Linked DNA regions of Gossypium hirsutum: region 2 is linked to region 1. A link is a contact called in public Hi-C data. All regions are on one chromosome and are shown on one strand. Each heading gives the region's core, a stretch centred on a gene start, on an enhancer-like site or on the middle of the called end of the contact. The rest is flanking DNA. Distances are from core to core; before and after follow the strand shown. Region 1 holds the start of LOC107944080 (F-box/kelch-repeat protein At1g30090). Region 2 holds the start of LOC121208520.

Region 1 (4,732 bases), core at 1,225-3,724:
TTCGAGTTTAGTTAAAATTTACAACTTAAATAATTCGAATACTTCAAGTAGAATAAAAAATTAATGTAAATACCCATTAAGTCCTTGATAGTTTAGAAAATGTACAAATTGATCCATCTCAAAAAATTTATAAAATTTCAAAATAATCTTCAAAATATTTATAAAAACATACATGAATTGAAATTTTTAAAATTTATTTTAAAAAATTCTTTAATATATATAATGATAAATTATAATTTTTTAAATGAAATTCCAAGATGATAAATTTGATGCTTTAAACAAGTAAACTATGATTGTAATTATCTTGTTTTTTTTCTTTTTATTTTGTTTTAAAAAAGTTTTCAAATGTATATGTTATTTATATTCTTTAACTCAAAATTTGATCATATTGTTGACAAGATCTGAATATGAATGGTTTAATTTTTTTAATTCAACTCAAACAATTTATTCAATTCAGTTCAATTTGAATTTTATTCCACTATCCAATAAAATTTCATTTTAAGTTTAGATGACAAAATATAACTTATCAACTCGATTAACTCATTTTTTTTCACTCGATTCGACTTTGTTCAATTAAATGCTCGCCCTTAGACTCTTCCCATCAACCAACAATGGTTAAGGACATTACTGATTGAAATTCAAGATGTATTGCGCTTGTAGTTCGCGCATTTGTTTGGCTTTTCTCAAAAGACGGTCCCTACAATGTTCAGTCCAGATACCAATGGCTCTCTTCACCGCTCCAACCTCAAATGGCTGTTGTCATTGTGATGCACAGTCATGCAAGAGATGGAAAACATTTATAGGGCCTTCATGTTGTCTCAAAGATTAATAACATCCCATGAAGGGCTTGTCATAATCCGATGACAACCAGAGAAAATCTTGTCAAGAGACTTTAGGGTAGTGGACCCTTATTGCCCGAGATGTGGAATCCATCAAACATGTTCTCTTTTTTCTGTTTCTTTACTAGGACTGTGTAGGGTGCATCGAAATTAGCTACAGAACTAGATAAGAAGGTTTATCAAGTCTTGAGTCCTGGTGAGAGGCAACATTGTGGTTTCATTCTACTGCCATCACCATTCTTCTTAGCCAAGGGTCGTGGTTAGCCAGATGTTATATTCAAGTTTAATTGTCAGTCTTACTCTTTCTGATTCGATTTGGATACCAGACTACTTCTATGAGTCAACATAATACTCCTTTTTTAAGTCGTTTCTCTCATGCTTCTTTCTCTTTGATCTGATTGAGTTGCTAAAAATGTTAACCTTTCATTTTTCATTTAAATGATTAAGTAATCTTTTTGAAATGCAATTTTTTTCATTTTTTAGAAAATTTAATTTAATTTTTTAAAAATTTTAAAATTTAAATTCAATTACTAAAAACTTTTCAAATATATATTGCGATATTTAAAATTTTAAATAAATATCCATATAATAATTATTTAAAAAATAACATTATAATAAATTTAAATATATATTATTTCTTAAGATATCTACTAGAGTGAATTTAGTAATTAATATTTTGTATTCCGTAAGTTTATTAAGAGGGTAAATATTGACAATAAATTTTAAAACTATTTCATATATAGAACGAGAATCAAACCCTTAATAATTAATTAAGGTAAAAAAAATTATTACAATGTCACCTAAAATTTAAAAGAAAATCAACAATAAAAAAAATAGTAAGTGCAGTTGAAAAAGAGAGAAATTTTTTAAATTACGAAAAGATTATAAGCAGCTCTTACGGGTTTAAAACACCCTTTTTGTTTTTGATCAAACTTTCCGAGGTTTCAACTTTGAACTCAAATCTTAAATATTTGGATTTGGATTGTGAAAAGACAGTTTTCTTCAAAACCCCGCAGTTAAAAGCGCGTGTCTTACAATGTTCCCAACCTTTTGCTCTTGTTTACTGGCGTTGGAACTTGGAATTACTTCTTTAGCGCGTGGTTTTAGACTTCCAGTGGGCCTACAGTCTGTACCACCATTCACCATTTTTTTTCCTCACAGAAATTTAATTTCTGAATAATTATTGATATTTGGAACTAGCTCCTATTCGCAGTAATATTCTTTTTTTTTATTTGAATCCAAGGCTTTTTTTTATAATTAAAAAAATCGAATTAATGGTTGAAATTGATTAAAAATTATTAGAATTTATAAAATTTAAAAATTATTTAAAATAGAAAAAATTGATTTAATTTTTTCAGTAAAAATCAATTTAACTTTATTCATAATAATATGTCTGTTAATTTTTAATTCAATTGATTTAACTAATCAATTTCATCGTAATTATAATTAGTTTTTAACTAATCGATTTCATCCTAATTATAACTCAATATTTGTTAATATTATTTAAAATTTTAATTATATAAATAAGTAAATTAAAAATATATATATTTAAAAATAAAAAATAAACAAGGAAGATTTTTGAAATTCATTTAATGATAATTAATATTAATTAATATATCTCATAAATCAGAATCATATACAGTCCATATCCTTTCGTTCTTATTTCCAATATTGGAAGAGTCCCATGGGGGGAATGGGGGGGAGGGGGGCAGGGTAAACAAGCTTAAAATCTCACAAAAAGATGGCTATACTGTTTATTTGATATAGCAAGTATTCAAGAAAAAGAAAATCCCATTTTTGTAAGTCTCCACATATCAGTTCCTTTCTTCTCATCTCTTTTTCTTCTTATTTATGCAATCTGCTTTTATTTGCAAAGTTATATTTATATGTTATATAAAGTATTTTCTGGGTTTTAGTCTCTTTTCTGAATTATATCATCTCTGTAGGCCATAGTGGCAGGGTTTCTTTCTTTTTTTATGGGTTTTTGGGTTTCTTATTGGTAGGAGCAAAAGTTTAGATTGTTTTAGGTTATATTCAAAGATCCTATCATATGGGTTATTGACTTTTCTTTCTTTTTCTTTTTCCTTTTTTTATAACGCTTTGTTATCTTTTCTCCCTGCCTTGGCATCATAGTGGTGTATATTAATAGAAAGGGTTAAAATTTTCTGTAACTTGGAATAGGTTCTTTGAAGTTTTGACTGGGATTTGGATGTTTAAGTTGTTCAATTCATAAAAACTGGGAATTTCTTGCTGAAACAAGGTTCTTTCTGTAGTGTTAAAAGGGTTTTAGATTGCTGTGTTTTGGGAGAGGCAAAGGGGTTGATTTTTATACCAAAAGATGAGGTTAGGCAAAGGGTTTCAGTTTGAGTTGTATCTTCAAGGGGAACCCCTTATTCCAGGCCTTCCTGATGATGTTGCCCTTAATTGTCTCCTTCGACTTCCGGTCGAGAGCCATACCGCTTGTAAAGCCGTATGCAAACGATGGCACTTTCTGCTTGGTAATAAAGAACGATTTTTCACTTCAAGGAAGGAACTAGGTTTCAAAGACCCTTGGCTGTTTGTGCTTGCCTTCCACAAATGCACTGGTGAAATTGAATGGCAGGTTCTTGATTTAACCAATTTTTCTTGGCATAGCATCCCTACGATGCCTTGCAAAGACAATATTTGTCCCCGTGGTATTAGCTGCGTTTCGTTTCCCGGTGAGGGCGCACTCTTTGTTTGTGGGGGGATGATGGCCTCCGATGTCGATTGCCCTCTTGACTTGGTATTCAAGTATGAGATTCAGAAAAACAATTGGACTATGATGAAAAAGATGAATACCGCTAGATCGTTTTTTGCAAGTGGAGTGATTAATGGGATGATATATGTAGCTGGTGGAAACAGTGCTGATCTTTTTGAGCTCGACTCGGCCGAGGTTATGGATCCCGCAATTGGGAATTGGCATCCAGTAGCCAGCATGGGGACCAATATGGCATCTTATGATTCTGCAGTACTCAATGGAAAGCTTCTAGTGACAGAAGGCTGGTTATGGCCATTCTTCGTCTCTCCAAGGGGTCGAGTTTACGATCCAATAACTAATACTTGGGAGAATATGGGTCTAGGATTGAGAGAAGGTTGGACTGGCTCGAGCGTAGTGGTTTATGGCCACTTATTCGTGGTTTCTGAACACGAAAGAATGAAACTCAAAGTTTATTATCCAGACAATGATTCCTGGGAAACAACACAAGGTCCCCCATTACCAGAACAGATATGCAAACCATTTGCTGTCAATGCATACGATAACATAATATATGTCTTTGGTCACAACCTTCATGTTGCCGTGGGCTATATCTCGAAACAGAATCAAACAGGCAGTTCCGAGAATAAGTGGAGATTCAGTGTCGAATGGCAAGTTATCGATGGTCCAAAACTTTCTGACTTGACACCCTCAACTTCTCAGGTTCTGTTTGCTTAGCTTGTATCACATATTGTCTATCAGTTCATTCAATAAATTGTAATTGCAGAAGTAGTATGCATGTCGATATATTTTTCCGGTCATGGACTCACTTTATTCTTGTATGGAATATAAGTCCATATCATCAATGGCTATAAGCACAATTACAGTGGTAGGAGAATATTGGAAACTTTGGGAAAATCATTAACTTGCATGTTAAGCAAACCATTGATGCAAATTCAATTGTTAAAAGAACCTTAAGCAAGGGCTTATATTAAGGGGGGACAAGAATGGCAGATTCTCAAGTAAATAACAAATCTGATTCTGTCTGCTACATTGCTAGCAAAAAGCAAGATGATGTTGGTATTTTTTATTTATTTAAAAAACAATGAATCCTGTCTTCCTTTTTCTAACACTTCCTGTAATGAAAATCATGGCCATTGTTTTTAGTTTATTCTTG
Region 2 (5,205 bases), core at 1,960-4,459, 290 kb before region 1:
CCCACATCGCCCCCATAACCACCGTAGCCGCCGCTGGTCCAGCCGCTGCTTCCGGCTCTTCAGATGACACCATCCACATCTACGACCTCTCATCCGCCGCTTCCCTCGGTCCTCTTCACCACTTCTCCTCCTCCATCACTTCCCTCTCTTTCTACTGCCCTCCAAACCTCTCCTTCCCTCGTAATCTCCTCTCCGCCGCTGCTGATGGCACCATATCCATCTTTGACACGGAACCCTTTGTTCTTCTCAAGTCCTTTAGGTCCCATAAAAAGTGTATCAATGATTTGGCTGTTCATCCTTCTGGGAAGCTTGCTTTGAGTGTTTCTCGTGATGGGTGTTTGGCTATGTCGAATTTGATGAGAGGAAAAAGGAGCTTTTGTTGTAGGCTGGGAAAAGAAGCGACGATTGTTAAATTTGATGCGAGTGGAGACAGGTTTTTTATGGCTTCCGAGGAGAAAATTGGTGTTCATTTAGCGGAAGATGCTAGGTTATTGTTTGAGTTGGATAATCAAAAACGAGTTCTTTGTGCTGCTCCTGGAGAGGTTAGTTTCTCTCTCTCTAATTTTAATAAAAAAGTAAATCTTTTTAATATAGCTAGTAGCTTTGTTTCTTGAAGGAATAATTGTTGGAATGTGAAACATTACTGCTTTAAAATGTCTAGAGATTGGATTTTTATAGGCATGTCAGTTAAGGTTGGCTGCATGAGATTGTAAATTGTGTTATGAATTGAATAATTTGGTGTGGGGATGTTAGTATATAGGTTTTCTGTTTTGGTTGATTGATTTGAGTATGTGTTAGTGATGTTCTGCTTAAAGTTTAATAGAAAATAGAGCTAAAAGGTCAGAAGCTAGAAGCTCAACTCATTCACCATGTAGCTGAACCATCTTTTGGTATGAATCTACTGTTTGTTGGCGCCTTAGAAGATGGAATAAGGTCATTTTGATGGGGGGTATAGTTTTGTTTCAAAGATAGGGTGTTCTTCGAGATGTCAGCATCTTCCAAAGCTCGGATATTTAACACATTAAGAAAAATGTTATAGTGGATGAAGTTCTAGGATCCCAATGTTGTGGCAGTCTTCTAGTACTCTTAGGCTACTTGTTTCATGATGCACGATTCTTGTTTTCTCGTCATTTATAATTTGAATTTCTAAAGGCATATTGTGATTTTGCCAGGGTGGAATTTTATTTACTGGTGGTGAGAGCCGTAGTATTACAGCATGGGACACAAACAGTGGTAAGGTTGCTTATTGCATCGAGGATGCACATTCTACCCGTCTAAAAGGTATTGTTGTGCTTACCAAAGATGGTGGTAGTGATGATGAACCATATTTAGTGGCATCTGCATCATCTGATGGGTTTATTCGTGTTTGGGATGTTCGGATGGCTGTCAAGGAGAAGCCAAATCCATTGGCCGAGGCTATTACGAAGTCCAGGCTGACTTGTCTTGCTGGATCATCTCTCAAAAGTGAGTATTCAGTTTGTTCTTATGCCTACTGACTCGTCTGTCTAGTAAACTTATGGCCATATTGATGTCTTCCATTGCCATCAATATAACCATTCTAATTGTTTCCATGTGCTGTTAAATGATGGAAAACTCTTGCCTGAAATTATTATGGGAACTTCTTTTGATATGCAGTATTTGTGGTTCTTTCACCTCACAGTAACTTGTTTTGCTGACAATGCTAAACGATTATGACACAACCTGATTTTTTATTTTTTTTCTTCTCGGACATTTTTATATGAAGTTGTACACATTCTGAATCTCATGCGCTTGATTTATTGTGAATTGTAACTGCTATTCATTGATTCAATATATCTCTCTTTCACAGCTTCTAAACGACCTCGAATTGGGAAGAGTACTCCTAAAGAAGAGGATGTGGCAGAAGAAGTATAAGAAAATTTGCCAGTGAGCTTGAACTATGTAGAAGGGGTTTTGAGAGCTCTCTCATGGTTGCTGAAAAAAATCCTGTTTTTTGATTCACAACTGATAATTCTGTTCATATTGATTTTGACTGTCGAGTTGTATCATTTTATTTAAAATTTATTACTTAAATTGAGATTCTCATAAAATTTTCCATTATGTGTATGCACTTGATTGAATGTCAAACTTTAGAAGCTCAGGTTAAAATCCAATTCTTAGAAGAAGAGGGGTAAGAAGTGAGAATCTTTAGGGTGGGGAAATATCAAATATTAGCCCCCAAACTTTTACCACATCTGGTTTTAAAACTGAAATGATACAAACTATATTGCTGATTATATTTGGTATTTTTATGGAAGGTTTTCAAAACTGATCATGCTATTGGTTGTTTGATTTGATTAAATCAATCATTAAAAATAAAAATATATTAAAAATTCAGTTCCAACGCTGGGTTCAATTAATTTTTTTTTTCCATTTAATCTATCAATATCAAATTTTGAGTTAACTAATTTAATGTCCTCTAAATTGATATTTTAATTTACTTTTAGTCCAATTAGTTGAATTAGTCGATTTGGTTTGATTAACTTGCCTTGTGAACAGGTGTTTTGTGATTTGGTCCGGTTAACTTACCTTGTTCAATAAGTCGATTTGGTCTGATTAACTTGCCTTGTGAATAGGTGTTTTGTACCCTAAAAGAATATAATTAGAGTAAACTATTAAAATAATCACTTTTGTTTACATTATGTTACATTTTAATTATTTATATTTGAAATGTTACATTTTAATCACTTGTGTTTGAAATGATATTTAATGTGTCACGTTAATTTATTATTATACCGTTAATGACAATTTAAAGTGACTAAAATATTACAACATAATAACATAAGTGACTAAAATATAATATTTTAAACATAAATAACTAAAATATAATCTGAAAGTAATAGAAGTTACTATTTTTATATTTTATCCTTTATTTTAACATTCGAAAGCTCTATCATAGATATTTCCCAGCTGAAACAGGAACCCGGGCATAGAGTCGGAAAAAAGTTGTGGACTTTAACGAAAAGGCCGACAAAAACCCAGTTTTCGTTTCTTAGTGTACCATCAACAATGTAGCGCAAAGTAAAATATATAAAATCGAAATCCTGAAACCGTGTGGCCTCTCCACAGTAATAACAAAAGAATGCTTAGACTGGGTTATCTCTAACAGTTGTTTATCATTCTAAGGCATACCCCCCCCCCCCACCCCCAAACCAGAAAGAAAAAAAAAATTCTTCAAGAGTCTCAAGCCATGAGCCAAGAACAGAACCAACCTTCTCCTGCTGCTGCTCAGCCAGATCGGCGTCCTCCATTCGATCCCAGTCGAAGTACCCTTTTTCCTCTGTTATTTTTGCTTTCTGGTTTTTCTTTGTTTTTCCGTTAAGGGTTTTGATCTCTGTGCTTAATGTTTTCTTCTCTGTTTCTCTTTTTGTAAATTTCGGTTTTTATTGGTTTATGCTCTTTGATTAAAGAAGAGTGATCTTTATAGGTATCGCTTGGTAAATTTTTTTTTTGTTGGAAAAGTTTTGGGTTCAAAGAGCTGTGTAATCAATTGCTAATTGCGTTTACAGTACTTGAAATAGCTTTTATTATTTGTAGAAATTAATTGTTGGTATAATGATACTATGTGAAAGACTTAATTCTATTGCTTTAACCTAGATATTGATCTCTGTCTGCCTGGTTTTTTCTATTTGAGAAACTATCATTCAGTGCCTTCAATTTTATGCGAAGCACTCTTAGCCTTTTTTAAGAAGTTGCTTTAACTTGAAAGTATCTCAGTTACTTCAATATTCAAATGGTTATGGCTATTACAGTGTTGATGAGAGGGAGGGTTATGGTTTACTGTGTTGCTTGAACTTCATTTTTGTTGCATTACCTGTGGCTAACGCATATCTAAACACGGGTTTGGATATATGATCTAACAAGGATCTTCTAATTTCATTCACATCCGAGTCTGACTAATTTAGACGGTTTAACCTTACCTTCAGTCCACCAATGTGGTAGCTTGGTTAATAGATTTAGGATTTTTTTTAGCTGGGGATCTTTGAAGACCTTTTATGAAATTCTTCTGTAAACCTTGAAATCTCTTTGTTTCACCATCTCTTAAAACGTATGCATGTTTATGCAGTGATTGGCATTATTAAGAGGAAGGCATTAATAAAAGAATTAGCTGCTGTATACCATGGTGAATGCCTTGCATACTGTCAAGAACTTCTTGAGCTTCAGAAAAAGTGGAATGAGGTATTTCATTTATGTATATCTATTGAGTAACATTTTCAGTCTAAACTTCTAAATATGTAATTATGATTATCTTTGTTCTCACTACAATTAGTTAATTCTAGTTGCATATATACCTCTTCCTGCACTCTATAATACAAGGAATCTGTTCTATGAAGCCACAGCCCGGGGTTGTTATATTTTCCAATAGCTAATCATATATGAACTATTTAGAAGTGCTGTTAATTGTAGTTGGCCTTCTGGAACTGTCTGGAAATTGTACTTAAACATGTTCTTAGAAGTGCTGTTTTCCTAATCTTTGTGTTCATTGAGATCCATGGATGGTTTTCTCTTTGCTGTTGTTAAGAACCTATAACATTCTATGTTTTTCCCGCTATGGTATTCATTTTCTCACTATTTTACAGCCCTTTATTGATGATAAAAGCCCTGATGATTCGAGGAAGAAAATGAAGCCTCCAAAACGGCTAAAGAAGTCTCGCTAACCATACGGTAAGGTTCAAGCCTAATCTTACATGCAAATGTTATATCTATCAATGTTGTTTCTTTATATGCAGCTGAATTTATAAAATGCTAGTGTAAGGTTCATCATGTTGCCCAATTTACAGTTTGTTGAGTGGCCAGCAATACCAATCCCTCGTTTTTCGCTAGTGGTCAAATAGGTTAACAAACATTTGTACGCATATACGTCTATTTGCAAGATAATGTAATGGCTCTGAGATTTCATCACTTCCATTCATCCACATAAGAAACATCTATCTAGATGCATAATGAGTAAGTGGAGCCTGGAAAAAGATCAATCAGGATTTCTAGTTTCCATCATATTTCTGTATTATATGTAACATATTAACACATGATTGCTTGTCTAAGACAATCACAAATATGGTGTTTTTATACACGTGCTTGATCCAACTACTATGTCATCGAGCATCGGATAGTAGTTAGAAGCTCCCAGGTCATTGAACTTTATCTGTTTCTGCAATATTTACTTGCATGGTGGTTCCGATTTTGGAA

Evidence for each region. A called contact is a pair of places that touch in the nucleus more often than the background predicts.
Region 2: a Hi-C map of leaf shows a contact between it and region 1, with 2.7 times the contacts expected there. The contact joins the promoter of LOC121208520 here to the promoter of LOC107944080 in region 1. A contact is called at or near these places in 3 of 34 Hi-C or Micro-C datasets (callus and leaf).

The regions. Positions count from the first base shown.
Region 1 is chrA10:4,007,991-4,012,722 of Gossypium_hirsutum_v2.1, reverse strand. It overlaps LOC107944080 (F-box/kelch-repeat protein At1g30090), which reads left to right and starts at 2,474. Exons shown (of 2, transcript XM_041079612.1): 1 at 2,474-2,638; 2 at 3,113-4,436. The coding sequence starts at 3,178. The coding sequence ends at 4,293.
Region 2 is chrA10:4,294,902-4,300,106 of Gossypium_hirsutum_v2.1, reverse strand. It overlaps LOC121208520, which reads left to right and starts at 3,209. Exons shown (of 4, transcript XM_041079382.1): 1 at 3,209-3,284; 2 at 4,085-4,197; 3 at 4,426-4,479; 4 at 4,599-4,676. The coding sequence starts at 3,209. The coding sequence ends at 4,676. LOC107937494 (p21-activated protein kinase-interacting protein 1-like) reads left to right here. Exons shown (of 6, transcript XM_041079627.1): 1 at 1-542; 2 at 1,173-1,464; 3 at 1,829-3,284; 4 at 4,085-4,197; 5 at 4,599-4,683; 6 at 4,800-5,200. The coding sequence ends at 1,893.